Linked DNA regions of Danio rerio: region 2 is linked to region 1. Evidence: chromatin contacts called from public Micro-C data. All regions are on one chromosome and are shown on one strand. Each heading gives the region's core, a stretch centred on a gene start, on an enhancer-like site or on the middle of the called end of the contact. The rest is flanking DNA. Distances are from core to core; before and after follow the strand shown. Region 1 has its middle 13 kb from the start of dynlrb2. Region 2 overlaps gse1a (Gse1 coiled-coil protein a).

The links. Hi-C and Micro-C count contacts between places; a contact is called where the count stands out from the background.
Region 2: a contact with region 1 is called in a Micro-C map of caudal fin, with 20 times the contacts expected there. The contact joins two enhancer-like sites. A contact is called at or near these places in 3 of 18 Hi-C or Micro-C datasets (caudal fin, embryo and hematopoietic stem cells) and 1 of 4 datasets of contacts at active chromatin or transcription factors (caudal fin).

What each region holds. Positions count from the first base shown.
Region 1 is chr25:23,128,514-23,135,536 of GRCz12tu, forward strand. It overlaps a transcript of dynlrb2 not described here. Among named protein-coding and RNA genes, the nearest start is that of dynlrb2, 13 kb to the left of the region's middle. Within about 2 kb of position 3,443, at least 5 of the 62 cell types and tissues checked have an H3K27ac peak or open chromatin away from gene starts, as enhancers often do. A contact at or near this core is called in caudal fin, where this site is marked.
Region 2 is chr25:23,281,502-23,288,887 of GRCz12tu, forward strand. It overlaps gse1a (Gse1 coiled-coil protein a), which reads left to right. Exons shown (of 17, transcript XR_012400400.1): 8 at 229-520; 9 at 3,481-3,875; 10 at 4,866-4,978. Among named protein-coding and RNA genes, the nearest start is that of sigirr, 28 kb to the right of the region's middle. Within about 2 kb of position 5,085, at least 1 of the 62 cell types and tissues checked has an H3K27ac peak or open chromatin away from gene starts, as enhancers often do. A contact at or near this core is called in caudal fin, where this site is marked.

The DNA of each region.
Region 1 (7,023 bases), core at 2,193-4,692:
TACTAAAATATTGCTTCTTTTGGAGGAAATCTTTTTTTTTCCCTTTAGTTTGGCTGAAAAAGCAGTTTTTAAATTTTATTAACAAAAATTTTACATTTTATGAAACTATTTTAATTATATTTTACACTCATTTCACACGGCTGCCATTTTGAAAAAACGAAAGTGAGGCTCCGATGGGAAAAAAGCCGTAAGTATAGGATCAGCACTGTAAAGTTTGCATCAGCATGCTGTGGACTACTAAACTCCAGCTGTTGCTTCGATTTCAGAATGCAGATATGGTGTAAACATCACTTTAATATCATTCAGTTAAGTTGAATTTATACATTTAAAAGCATAAGTAACCCGGTGAGCGATAAAACAATGCAGTCCTCTGTTGCACATCCTCATTTTGTCTGTAATAGTGTAAACGTACTGAAAATTAAAAATGTCCATTTCCCACTAACATTTAAGCATTGTTGAGCGCATTCTTAAACATTGTTGATTTGCATTTATTTAGTTGATTACATTTTTGATTCTAAAGTCATGATTTGATTCAATTTTTGATTTAAAAAAGAAAAATTAAACAAAATCATAAACAAATCATACAGTAAATGAATGAAGATAAGTTACACACATAATTGCCACCTCTCAATCACTTTTTCCGTGGGACTCGTAAATAGGCAGTGATCTGTGTCCTTATAATGCCGTCGGTAAAAAAAGGTGCACAACCAACAGGAACCAGCCAACAGTATCTGAGGTGTTCCCTAAAATTACCAAGTACAAGTGTGAAAGTAAAAGATTGAAGCAGTCTACTGACCCGCTGACTGCCTGGACCTGCTGTCTCGAGTGCAAGACAATGTGTGTGCGTCTCTGTGTGTGCCTGCCTGTGTGTGTGTGATCACGTGATGTGCGTTTTCAGCGGTAGTGAGGAAGGAGGGCTGCTCAGAAATGCAAAACGCCAGTGTGGATCGTTATCGTTATAAAATGCCATTTAAAAACTAAGACTTATTATGCTGCGTTCACACCAGACGCGGAACACGTGGATAAATTGCGCGAATGTCCGCTGAATTTCAGATTTTCAAACTCGAGTGATTTGCGCGAAACGCACGTCAAAAGCACAAAACGTGCAAAACGCTCAATTCACGCCACGCCATTCGTGTGTATCGCGCCATTCGCACCACGCCATTCGCGCAATTTGCATCATTCGCGCCGCGCCATTTGCGTGTATCATGCCGCAGGATGTCTATTCGCGCATTAGCATTGACTTAACATGTAAATCACTCTTGGGCTTGACATGCATGGGCTTGACATGCATTACGCTTCTGATGTGAACGCTGCATAAATGTAAACATGGCCTGAGTGTGTATTTTTCACGAGCGGATTGGCAACGTGGGCGGGGCGGAGGATCGCAATGCCAGTGTTGTCTATCGGCCCAACCCTAATACATAGCAGAGCTTGCAAACTATTTTTTTTTTCCGACAACAGGAACGTTGTCAACATAACTCACTGGTAATCCAAAATACTTTCACATCGGCGAATTCATTGAAAGAGGAAAGGGTTTAAGTTCTGTCGACGGGTCTCCTGCATCTGCAGTTCAACAAGCTCTTCAACAAGCATGTTTTTTTCCTCTTGGCAAGCCAAGCTGACGTGACATGGGGGCGTGGCAGCATCAACGATTCTTTTTTTTTTTATTCGATAATTGAAATTGAGCATGAATTTCGATCGATTTCCGATTTAACATTGAAATTGTGACACCCTTACATACTATTCACCGGTGCTCAACAGAAAGGACAGTGATTGGCCGTGAAGGTCATCCGTTTACTGCCCTTCACCTAGTGCAAAAACAAATACACGAACACTGGAGCGTTTTTAAGCCGCCAAGATTGGTCGAGTTATCAGCGGATAGCTCGTCTGGGTTTGCACTCGATAAATATCAGTGAATTACAGTGGGCGCTTTTTTTTAAAATTCAGTACTGAAATTCAGTATCGTTACAGGTCTATTATTTAATGAAAGGTTCAGTTCATTAATTTGAGTTTGATAAATGGCATCTAAAACGTGTGTTTGGGAAAGAAAATGTTAGCTAACTAGTGACATTTCCCTTAACTTAGCTAAAAATGAGGTCTGATATCCCTTTTTATTTTCCCTATCCATTCAGAATGGACCTTGGTGGTGAAAAGATAAATTTGTGTCACTCTCTCTTTGCTGATAAGATTTGTGACTTCAGGCGATACCGGGTTTCTTTGCACCGCAGCCTTGATTTCGCTTTTAAAATGGCGGCTGCATGAAATCAGTCTATTATCCTCCTTAAGATTATTTTTTTGTTCCCAATTGTCTACAGCAGTGGTTCTCAAACTTTTTTCATCAAGTATCACCTCAGAAAAGAATTGTCTATCCAAGTACCATCATAATGAGCTGTATAGAAATATAGTAGCGTAGTAGGTTAGTTAGAACATTAACACAGTACTGTGCTTATATGAAAAAACAAGCAAATAAACAAACAAATAAAAATAAAAAGTCAACGTTTAAATTAAAATATGCTTTTAAAAGTTAAAAATGAAAGATTACTGTTCTTAAAAAGTAAAAAAAAAAAAACTTCTTCTTAAATGTGAAATATTAAAATATTGTAGCCATTTAAATGTTGCCTGGACCTTAGAAATATAGGCTATATATGTCATCATATTCATATATAAATAATTTTTGATAAATTTTAAAATATATGTAGCATGTACATATGACATATTTGATTCCTCCACGTACCACGAGTGATACATGTACCACAGTTGGTGAACCACTGGTCTACAGTAAAACCACTGTTGTCTAATGAATTGTCCGATTAATCTAACCTGCCTAGTTAATAAAATAACCAAGTTTAGCCTTTCAATGACACATTAAGCTGAATATAAGTGAACAAATATTATGCACTGTCACCATGGCAAAGACAAAATACACTAGTTATTAGAAATTTTACCTTAAACTTTACCTCGAATGTTTATCTTTATTTTAAAATCAGTCCATTAATCAGTGACTAGATCAATAAATGTTAATAAGAAAAACACAAACAAAAAAACAAATAGATCCAATGTTTCTTTCAAATATTACAAAGTTTGTTGTTGTCGTCGTCGTCTTTATGTGACCAATTTCAAATAAAGCCATTTAAAAATTAATGAACTGCTGTCTCTATTATAGACTATGGGTGTTCTATGTCATTTAAAAGCTGTATATTCAATTTTAATATTCACATGTAATTAACATCATGCCCAGCAGATGTCAGGAGATCCTGCTGATTCTCTGCTGCTCATTTCATTTTGCCTCAGAAAAATAGCTGCTTTTTAGACTTAATGACTGCGGCTTACTGTCATTCTGAAATAAGTTACAGTAAATTTGGGCGTGTTTACATGTTTTCACACCAACAGCACTGAAAACTAACCACATCTCACTGAAATATATGCTTGATGAATGTGGTTATCATTATAAGGTAGATTTACAGGTTTGACAGGACATTTGTTTGAGCTCCATTAGCATCTGATGTGCGTGCCTCTCTCTCTCTCTCTCTCTCTCTCTCTCTCTCTCTCTCTCTCTCTCTCTCTCTCTCTCTCTCTCTCTCTCTCTCTCTCTCTCTCTCTCTCTCTCTCTCTTTGTATGTGTGTTGTGTTTGAGTGTGTTTGCCTGCGGGACAGTGTTGTCTTTTCAGAGGAACAATGTAGCCAGAACATTTGTGCTCTAATTACTTGAACACAATCATTTCCTTTCCTTTTCCCGCCTTGAGCTTTTTCTGGTTGCAGTTATGCTGCTGGTTTTCACCCGGTGAATCTAGAAAAGTCACTTCCCATGAACAGGGGATTCAAAATTACGGCATTTAGTGACTTTTTTATAGTAATAGAGGCACACATTTAGTGTTGTGAAAATGAAAAACAGCGCGGTTTTGTGTGTGATGCTTCTTGACTGATTCAACAATGAAAATTCTTTATCATGCGATGAGAGGTTTAGAAAATAATAGATTACAATAGATTACACACTTACTACAATAATACACATTATTTGCACAAAACATCTGCCTTTTTTTTTTTTGTAGTTTGTAGTCTTAACCCTTATTCTTGATTCCACTAGGGAATCTTTAATGGGCAGATGACTGCTTCTCACTCAGGTCTGTCTATGCTAATGAGGGAGAGATCGTCACTAATGAGTGGGCTTTCCCCCTCGCATGACTTGCATAAAGGGAGAATGTCAGTCAAAGTGTTATTGCAGATTCAAATTTGCCAACCTGTCATACTGATGGCAAATTGTGCAAAACGCTCCTTTTTTTGTTGTTGTGTTATTTCCACATAAATGTCTGCTACCAAGATATTAGAACCAGACATTTTCCTTTACCCTTATAATTTGATGTTGCCATCACTTTACTGTACTGGTTGTTACCAAAATATAGGAACAAAATAGCATGCTCAAAACATCAAATCAGATTAGAGAAACCCAAAAGCAATTTGGTGTTTACGACAACACGGAGAAGGTAGCATTCAAAGGCTTAAAAGCACAAACTTAAAATGCACACAATTGACAAATATTCACAGGCAAAGTAAACTTTGGTGACAAGGCAGCATTGTCCCGATCAGGCAAGTAATAGGCATTGGGCGATAACTGTTTTCAAGGTATACCGTAGTTTGGAAAAGTCAAGGTTTTAAAACCCTTAAAATTTTCTGCCATACTGTTCCTAAGGTATATGTAAGTTTTTTAATTTAGTATTTTTTTGGCCAACAGTATGTCCAGAAGAAAAAAATATCCAAAAATGGTATTTTAAATTGTAAAGAAATGTGTGTATTAGAAACTAATGAAAACAGAAAAAAAGTCAATGATTGATCTGAATAATTTATCCTGACATCTTTACTGAACCAAAATATTTTTAGTGTTTCTCAAAATAAAATATATTGTGTTCAAAGGGAATTTTTTTTCTTTTTATTCCGACATTAAAAAACAACATATTTTAGAGACGTAACCACAATACCATCAAATGGTCATAATATTTTTATCCGATGTTATCACACCGTCGAAATTTTATACCGGCTCATGCCAAGCCAGTAATGTTCTTGTCTACTGTCCCAAGCGCCTCTCATGCTGGCTCCGGGCCATCGGGCAGTCCTTATCGTTGAGCCCTGCTGTAAGGATCTGTATGTGTTTATAAATGTTACATTTATTTATATATTTATTTTATATAACTGCAGACGTTACAGTAGGCTATTTCACTCTCATTAATCTGCAGTTATAATCAAATCATTTTTATAGAATGGTTAGTAATGAACATTTATACACAAGTATTTATGTGTTTAAAGCATTTGTTTTGTGAGAAGTGTTTGTCATATTATATGTGAACGACCAGTACAGCTCTACTTTGATGTTTCCTCCAGCGAGAATGACGTCAACTGAAATTTTCTGTCGTATACCACACCCACCAAAATAGTACCCTTGGTAGTGGAAACGCAAGCCTGATAAAGGTGACCCGTACTGTACCATACTGTACCACTTAGTGGAAACGGGCCATAATATGAATCCTTTGTATGGAAATTGCAAACATTGATAACCTATGAAATAAAGCTGTTGTTTCCCTTGTTGTTCTTTATCTAAAGCATGTTTGCTGGAGTGCTGGAGGTCTGGAAATCAGCTGCTTGAGTTTCCCACTGCTGGACTGACCTCTGCTCGGCTTCCATCTGCTGTCTGTTTTACACGGCCAGTGCTGCCAATTGGCGCTCTCAGCACAGGGCAGAGTGCCAGCAGGTGGGCACCGATCTCATGTTCAGAGTTTGGCTCCCGTGCAGAGCCCCGATCAAACTGTGTGTCTGTGCAAGATAATTAATAGAAGGATTAATGATTGTCCTAATAATAACAGCATATCAGCGGGAAAAAAAACCTTGTTTGCTTATTCACGTGTGCACTCACATAGTAAGATATTTTAAAGTGAACCTATTATGCAAACATCACTTTTATAAAGTGGTTTAAACACAGTTGTGTGTCAACAGTGTGTGAATATAGCCAGACTCTAATAGTAAAAATTCGTAATTTAAAAAAAAAAAAAAATTCACGCTTGATAAAAAACAGTCAGCAAAAACACTTTCATTGACATAGTCGTGTTTTTGAATCTGCCACTATGCTGACACATAGGCATTTGTAGCTCCGCCCTCTTTGAAAAGAGCACAATCTCCTTTGAATCGAAAGTGACAGTCACCAAAATTACACAATTAAGATCAAAGCCTAAAAAGAGGCTTTAAAGAGTTATAAAACATTATAGCATTTTGAGCTGAGACTTCAGATACGCACCTTAGGGAGCTCATATTCTTATTTTACATCTCGTAAAAAGGAGGGTCACTTTTTAGGATTGAATAATGTGCAAAACTTTTATTTCTACCTGCATTTATCTTGCCACATTTGCTATTATCTCACAGGGTTTGAAATGGTTAGTTCAGGGAATAGGGCTGCTCAATAAATCGAAATTAATTTAAAATCGTCATTTAGCAAAAGCTGCAATTATTGTTCACATCTTGTTGCACCTTTCTTCGATCTGTAGTAAATCTCCTTTCGAAAGCCAGTGGGCGCTTTTGAGCAAAACCCCAAATAAACTAAAGAAGAAACCCAGGAAATCCCTATAGCAGTGAGCAGAATAAACAGATTTAATTGCTGGCTTCATATGCCCACTGTAGCACCTCCACTGTGGGCAACAACTGCTGTTGTCATTACTAAAGATATTAGGTTAATATAACTTGACTACTTAAAATGACAAGTTTTGGTATCAAAACTTAAACAAGTATGTTTAACTTACTCATTAGGCAGCAAAAAGACTTTTAATTAGTATTTTAAGATCTTAATGTTTTAATTTCTTTAAATGATTAACCATGTCTCTGTTTAAAATTACTGGTTGCGCTTGAAATTCTACCTTGACAACCATGCTGATTGGTCGATGTATGTTATATGACACAAGGTGGTCATTTTGCTTGTGATGCTGAATTTTGCTGAAGTGCAGCAGGACAGAGGCACTACTTAAATCCATCTGACGAAAGAGA
Region 2 (7,386 bases), core at 3,835-6,334, 150 kb after region 1:
GGCAACTGCTATGTAAAACATATGCTGGAATAGTTGACAGTTCATTCTGCAGTGGCGACCTTGATAAATAAGAGACTAAGCTCAAGGAAAATGAATGAATGAATAAATAATAATAAATATTCATATTAACAATAAGAATAATATATTTATACACTTATTAAACATTTACAGTTGTTCCGCTTTGAAAACAACGAGTTCATCATCTTTTCATCTTTCTTCTCTTGACAGACAAAAACAAAGAAGTGCCACAGCTGCTGTCTCAGTCTGGTTCCTACTCTTCCTCAGGAGCTCCTTCTTCCGTCTCAGGCTTTAGTCTTTCTACAAGCGGTCTGTTTGGGAAAAGTCACAGGCCTGTGGAAACTCCCATGATGCTCCAGCGGCAAGAGGAGGACGACAGATGGCTGGCCAGACAGAGAGTGATGAAGGTGGAGAAAACTGACCGGCACGGACAGGAGTTTCAGCAGCAGGAGAAACACCACAGCGCTGGCCGAACAGCAGAAGCACACAGGGAGATACACAGGTGCGTGTGTGTGCGTGTGTGTGTGTGTGTGTGTGTGTGTGTGTGTGTGTGTGTGTGTGTGTGTGTGTGAGTGCATGTGTGTGCATGTGTGTGCGTAATGTGTGCGTGTGCGTGTGCGTGTGCGTGTGTGTGTGTGTGTGTGTGTGTGTGTGTGTGTGTGTGTAATACAGACTACAGCAAACTGTGGAAATGTGCTATAGTAACTGAACCTCACTCATTTAGCAAAAAAGTGAGTTTGTCACCTTAATATAATGCAAGTAGACTCCAAAGTCTTTTATTTCTTTTTGATGTTTCAGAATGTTAGCAAGACTAAAAGTGTTGTTGTTATTAGTGATTAGTGTTGATCAGTTAAAAACGAACTAGTTATTGTGATTACATTCATTTTTATTCACTTTTTAACTTTAATTACCTTTATTATGTTTTACAACTACCCTAGTGTTAATCAATAGAGTTTTATTCCTTTAACACGACTTTAACAAAGGTTACAGGTCCAGTTCATCCAAAAAAATGTAAATTCTGTCATCATTTACTCATCTTCCACATGTTTTAAATCTGTTTGAGCTTCCTGTTTTCTGTTAAACACAAAGGAAGATATTCTGGATAATGTTGGAAAAAACAGCCATTGACTTCCATTGTATTTTTTTTTTGTTGGTACTATCAAGGGTATTATGGTAATGAAATGAATGAAAAAACGAAAACTAGAATTGAAAAATATTTTTTGTTAACTAAAATAAAATAAATGTAATTTTTTTTAGCTAGATCTAACTGAGACTATATTATATCAAGCTACTTAAGTCTTTTGTGCCAAATAATAGGTTTTATTTTAGTATTAGTGACCGCGAATGAATCTTTTTAATCGGATCTTTTAAGTGAACCGGTTGACCTAATTCACCAAATCGATCTGAATCATTTGAAATTATTCGCGTCTCTAGTGACATTGAGCACATATCCACAAACTACTTAACATGTCTGATACCACCCTCTGACTCGAAATAAACTAATATATACTGAGTTATTCAGTTATGAGAACAGTAAACATAGATAACAGAATTTACAAGCGGTGAACCAATAATACTGTCAAAAAACACAAACAGTAAATGGCAGCCTGCTGTGACTGAACTAAAATTGAACAACTGCAGCCGGGTAAACCTTGAATGAGAAGATCTGGCGAAACGTAGGGTTTATTTCATAACAGAAAATAGTAAATCATCCTTCAGTTGGGTCACAAAAACGTAATAGTAAGAAACTTTTCAGATAATGGTGATGTTTTAACCAACTGAAATTATGATTGCTGACCACATATTTTGGGTATGTTGAGTCCAAACAACTGCAACTAATGATTACTTTAATAATCGATTAATCTGTTGATTACTTTTTCAATTAATCAATGAATCGGATAAAGCAAAGAAAACGTTCATTTCCAGCCCTTTTTTCAAAACAGAACTAACATCTTTAGAAAGTGCACAAACATGTTGACTAACAAAGCAAAATAACAATAGTAGCAAAGTAACAATACCACAGCTGCTTTACTTCTGTTATTAACTCTTTAACTGGGAGTGAGTTTTGTTAGGCGGTCATTATTTTTGAGCGTTCACCCTCAATCTTTCCGTGGCGACGCGTCATGTTTGTTACGTGAAACGCCGCAGTTAGAATAGCGCTGGATGACAGATGTATCCCTTTTATTATGCTTTTCCGTTTTAATACAAAATATAAGTAAGTGTTTTTTTTTTTTGTTGTTGTTTAAAAGAGGTATAAATGATCTTGATTGTGATCTATAACGTGAGATGGGCATCGCCATGTTTACTTGTGTCCAGTCAAATGCCTCATTCATAAAAGCAGAACACGCAGGATTCAGCACGTAAATTCATCAGTTAATCCCAAAATGCATGCAAGCTGGAAGAAAAATAAAGTGAACTTCATAGTTACTTTCACTACTTGTATCTGATATGAATTATACACATCGGCAAATTATATATAAATGGATTTTTAGACTTTCATAGACTTTCTTCTGTATTTTAAAGAACTCTAAATGTATTGTTTTACTAGTACTTGTATGTATATACATGTCTAAAACATAAAATAAGCATTTAGTGGTCAAAAACACAGCATAATTGTGAAAACATGACACGTCTTTCACATCAAAGCTCAGTTTGAATTTTTTATGTCATGCTGCTTTTGTTTATTTAGTGTGAAATGCTCCCACACCTTGGATGACTACGGTCGCACAGATTTCTCTGCCTTAGCCATGTATCTTTCTTTTAACGTTACCTCCACTTGTTTTTTTGCTCTTTGCTGTTAATAAGTTAATAAATGTCTCCACATCGCCCTACACAACGAATCAATTGTGAAATGTGTTGCCAATGCTTTTAGTAATCGATTTTAATCAATTTAATCAATTCGTTGTTGCAGCCCTACATATTTTTTACTTAAGGCTGCTTGTGGGCTGTTGTATTTGAATTTGAGGATGAGTAGATGGTAGTGGTAGATGGTAGTGTTCTTTGGTTGAGTTTATTCTAATGATTTTGAATCTTGCACCTAACTAAAAACTTAAACTAATACTGAAAAAAATAAAAACTAAACTAAAACTAAGCAATTTCAAAATATTAAAAACTAATAAAAACTAGTTAGTCTACCTCTAGAAACTAATTGAATTTGAAAACAAAAATTCCAAACGAAATAAAAACTAAAACTAATGAAAAATCTAAATCTATTATAACCTTGGCTACTATGAGTGTTGATGGCTCCCTTTCTCCAAAATTCCTCAATGTCTTTTTTTATTTATTTTTTTTTCAACAAAAGAAAGAAATTCATAAAAGTTTAGAAACACTAGACTGTGATTAAATGGTGAGGACGTTTTAATTTCTGGGTGGACTATCCCTTTAACTCCCATCAAAGAAAAAACAATCCTGTTTTCATACTGCCCTCTTGTGGCCATCTCCAATACTGTCTTCTGTTTTCAGGTTTAGCTCTCACCATAATGATGTGCCTGTCCGAGATTTACCTCCAGCGCTGGGTGCGCCACCACCTCTCATCACCCCCAGACCTGCTCCCCGGCACCATCAGCACCACCAGCTCCGCTCTCCACCCGTCGCCAGCAGCCTCTGGACCCCCGTCTCGCTCCTCCATGCGCCCTCTGACCGTCCTCTGTCCCACATCCACCCGTTCTCAGGCCCCAGTAGAGCTCCAGCAGAGGGTGAGCAGCCGCGGGTCAGCCTTCTGAAGCTCGGTCAGGCTGGAGCTGCAGACATCAGGCTGGAGATGGAGAGATCAGAGCCGGTGATGGGGGTCGGTCAGAGGAGACTCGTCAGCAAACTTGACCTGGAGGAGAAGAAGCGCAGAGAGGCCAGAGAGAAAGGTATCAGGTGGAGGATCTCCTAAATAAAATGACTAACAAAAGATTGGTTCGTTTATTAGTTAATTGATTTGGTTTATTTATCAATTAATTGATAAATGGTTAAATTTCACAAACAATTGGTTTATTTATCAATTGATTGATTGATTTATTGATTGATTGATTAATTAGTGGGCTTCTTTGTTTCATTATTTTATTGGTGGGTTCATTTGATTGATTGATTAGTTGATTGATTTTGTTGGTTGATGTGATTGATTGATTGGTATATTGATAGTTTGGTTTGTTGTTTGGTGGGATTGATTGATTGATTGATTAATTGATTGATTGATTGATTGGTTGGTTGGTTGATTGATTGATTGATTGATTGATTGATTGATTGATTGATTGATTGATTGATTGATGAGTTCATTTGACTGGTTGGTTGGTTGGTTGGTGGGTTCATTTGAATAATTGATCAAGTGATTGATTGATTGATTGATTGATTGATTGATTGATTGATTGATTGATTGATTGATTGATTGATTGGTTGATTGATTGATTGATTGATTGATTGATTGATTTATTTATTGATTGATTAATTGATTGAAAAAATACACCTCTCACAGAGCTCTCTTTTAAATTAATATTTTCTATAGGATGCTTTACAATAATACATTTGTGCATATATGAGTCAGTACTAAAGCCATAACTGGAACTAGTCTAAAAGCACAAAAGATTACTGTTCAAAAATTACACTACTGTATTATATGGCAAAATAACTTTTAATATATCTTTATAAAATTTACATATATAATGGTGTTCATATTATTAGTACTTTTAAAGGCTAACTCTAAGTGAGAATTAGCTGATGACAGATTTAGCCTAAATGTAAAACAGAAAAATGTTATTATGTATCTGCTTTGTGCTAATATGTATTTGTGTGTTTTTGTGTGTGTCTAAGTGGCCTTTGTGTTTTTCAATGCTTCAGTAACAATAATTATCTGTCTATTTCAGGTTATTATTATGACTTAGATGACTCTTATGATGAGAGCGATGAAGAGGAAGTTCGAGCTCATCTGAGAAGAGTCGCTCAGCAGCCTCCGCTCAAACTAGACACATCTACAGAGGTATTTATTTATTATACTTAAATGCATTTATTACATATGTGCTACAAAAGAAAAAAAAACTCAGGTGACTGTGGCTGTTGGATAACTGGACTAACCAGTCAGTCCTCACAAATGTTGTTTTAGTCCTTCTGAAGTGCCTGAGCCAATAGTTTGACACAGAATGCTTGAATTGTTTGTTGTGTGACATTTACTATGGTGGGAAAAAGAGCTACCGTGATTTACTGGTGCAGCAACTATTATGGTATTATTGATTATTGGAGCGGGTTTAAATTTTGTAATAAAAAGTGCTTTTATATAATACCTCATTTGCATATGTAGCATTTCAGAGAACTTGCATTCAACGAAATGTTTGGTGCACTCAAAAAATGACATTTGCTGTTTGCTCAAACTACTTATTTAAAATAAGCCAAAACAACACATTTCTTGAGGGTTTTTGTAAGGACGACTTAATTGTTTTATGTTCAAGCCACTCCAATTTAAATAATTAAAAAAAAGTTTGTGGGCGTTCAATCAGTTTCCGTCTTGTGATTTGCCTTTAAATGGTGAATTCATGAGGTCAGAAGGGACAGACTTTCACTCACGCTCATTTCTTATAGGTAACAAAACCAGAGAACATTAATCTCCAAGTTTAGTTGGTTTGTAGAGATTTCAAGCTTCATGTAGATGTATTTCTCATGTCTGTGAGGCAAATATTAACCGCAACCCCATAGGGTTCATAACAATGAAGCTGCAGAAACTTATAAAAATACACGTCTGGACTGAGCTTCTGTCCTGGATGATCATTAGTATATAGCAAATGGTTATTGGCTCCTTTGCTTAAGTGCTGTGCTTGCTTCCCCTTGGTGGCCATATTGACCGTTACCCTTTTTTTCCCATTCAAAACTATACAAGTGACATGTCTTATGTATTCTATTGTCTTTATAGTTTTCAGGTGCAGATTAATGTACATTTACCCACCACTCTATTAGGTACACATGTTCAATTGCTCGTTAATGTAAATTTCTAATCAGCCAATCACATGGCAGCAACTCAGGATTCTCAGCATTCAGGCATGTAAACATGGTCAAGACGACCTGCTGCAGTTCAAACTGAGCATCAGAATGGGGAAGAAAGGTGATTTAAGTGACTTTGAACGTGGCCTGGTTGTTGGTGCCAGACGGGCTGGTCTGAGTATTTCAGAAACTGCTGATCTACTGGGATTTTTTTACGTGCAACCATCTCTAGGGTTTACAGAGAATGGTCTGAAAAAAAAGAAAATATCCAGTGAATGGCAGTTCTGTGGGCGCAAATGCCTTGTTGATGCCAATGGTCAGAGGAGAATGGTCAGACTGGTTCCAGCTGATAGAAAGGCAACAGAAACTCAAATAACCACTCGTTTCGAATGAGGTATGCAGCCAATCAAATTGAGTATCGTGTCATCGTCCTTTTATGACCACAGTGTACCCCCAGCAGGATAACGCACCATGTCATAAAGTGCGAATAACCTTAGACTGGTTTCTTTAACATGACAATGAGTTCACTGTACTCAAATGGCCTCCACAGTGACCAGGGGCCTCATGTACGAAGTCTTGCGTTGAAATCATACTAAAACATTGCGTACGCACAAAACTGTAAATGTGCATACGCAGTAAAAAATTCAGATGTATGAAACGCTGCATATGCAGAATCCCACGCATATTCTCTTTGTACATGAGAGTTACATTAATGTGAAACTGAGCGCACGTCAACAAGCACAAAACCCCTCCCTGCCTTCTCCCCCATATGCTAATGACTCTACTTTGGCAAAACCAAACAAAAAAGCAATGGCAAAAGCAAGCAAAAAGAGAAACTTTGATTAGAATGTGAATTGGAGGTGTGTCTATCGGAGGTAGAGCGGAGGAAAACTGTGTTATTTGCAAGTTTGTCCTTCGGAATTAATAACAAAAGAAGAACAATAGAGTGGAAGAGTTGGAGCGGTTAACACAGTGGGGTCTTGTTGGACACCTCGTTGGATTGAGCTATTTGAGTGATAGTCGAGCGTAGCTCTTATAGCACATGGCAACATGTTTTGTCACTATCATTCCTTAACCCGTTTCGAATCCAGCTTCTGATAAGAACTTATTTTTCTTTTTTCCCCATTACATGTCAGATTTTGCCTATTCTTCATCACAAGAAAGGCAAGTAGGAATCAGTAATAAGTGTGTGTATTATGTTAAGCGCATTTGAGCATCACAATTTATTTGGTAATGTTTTTGATTGACGTATGTAAATTCGTTTTCAGATGGCACCTTTATAGTAATGTGCGTGCAGTCGATCGCTCTGATTACATTGGGACAACCGACGATTGCTGCAGATTGCGCTTTAATGTTTGGCTTGTCAACTGCATGGTATTGAAACCTTATTAACCTGCTTGACATGCGGATGATCCC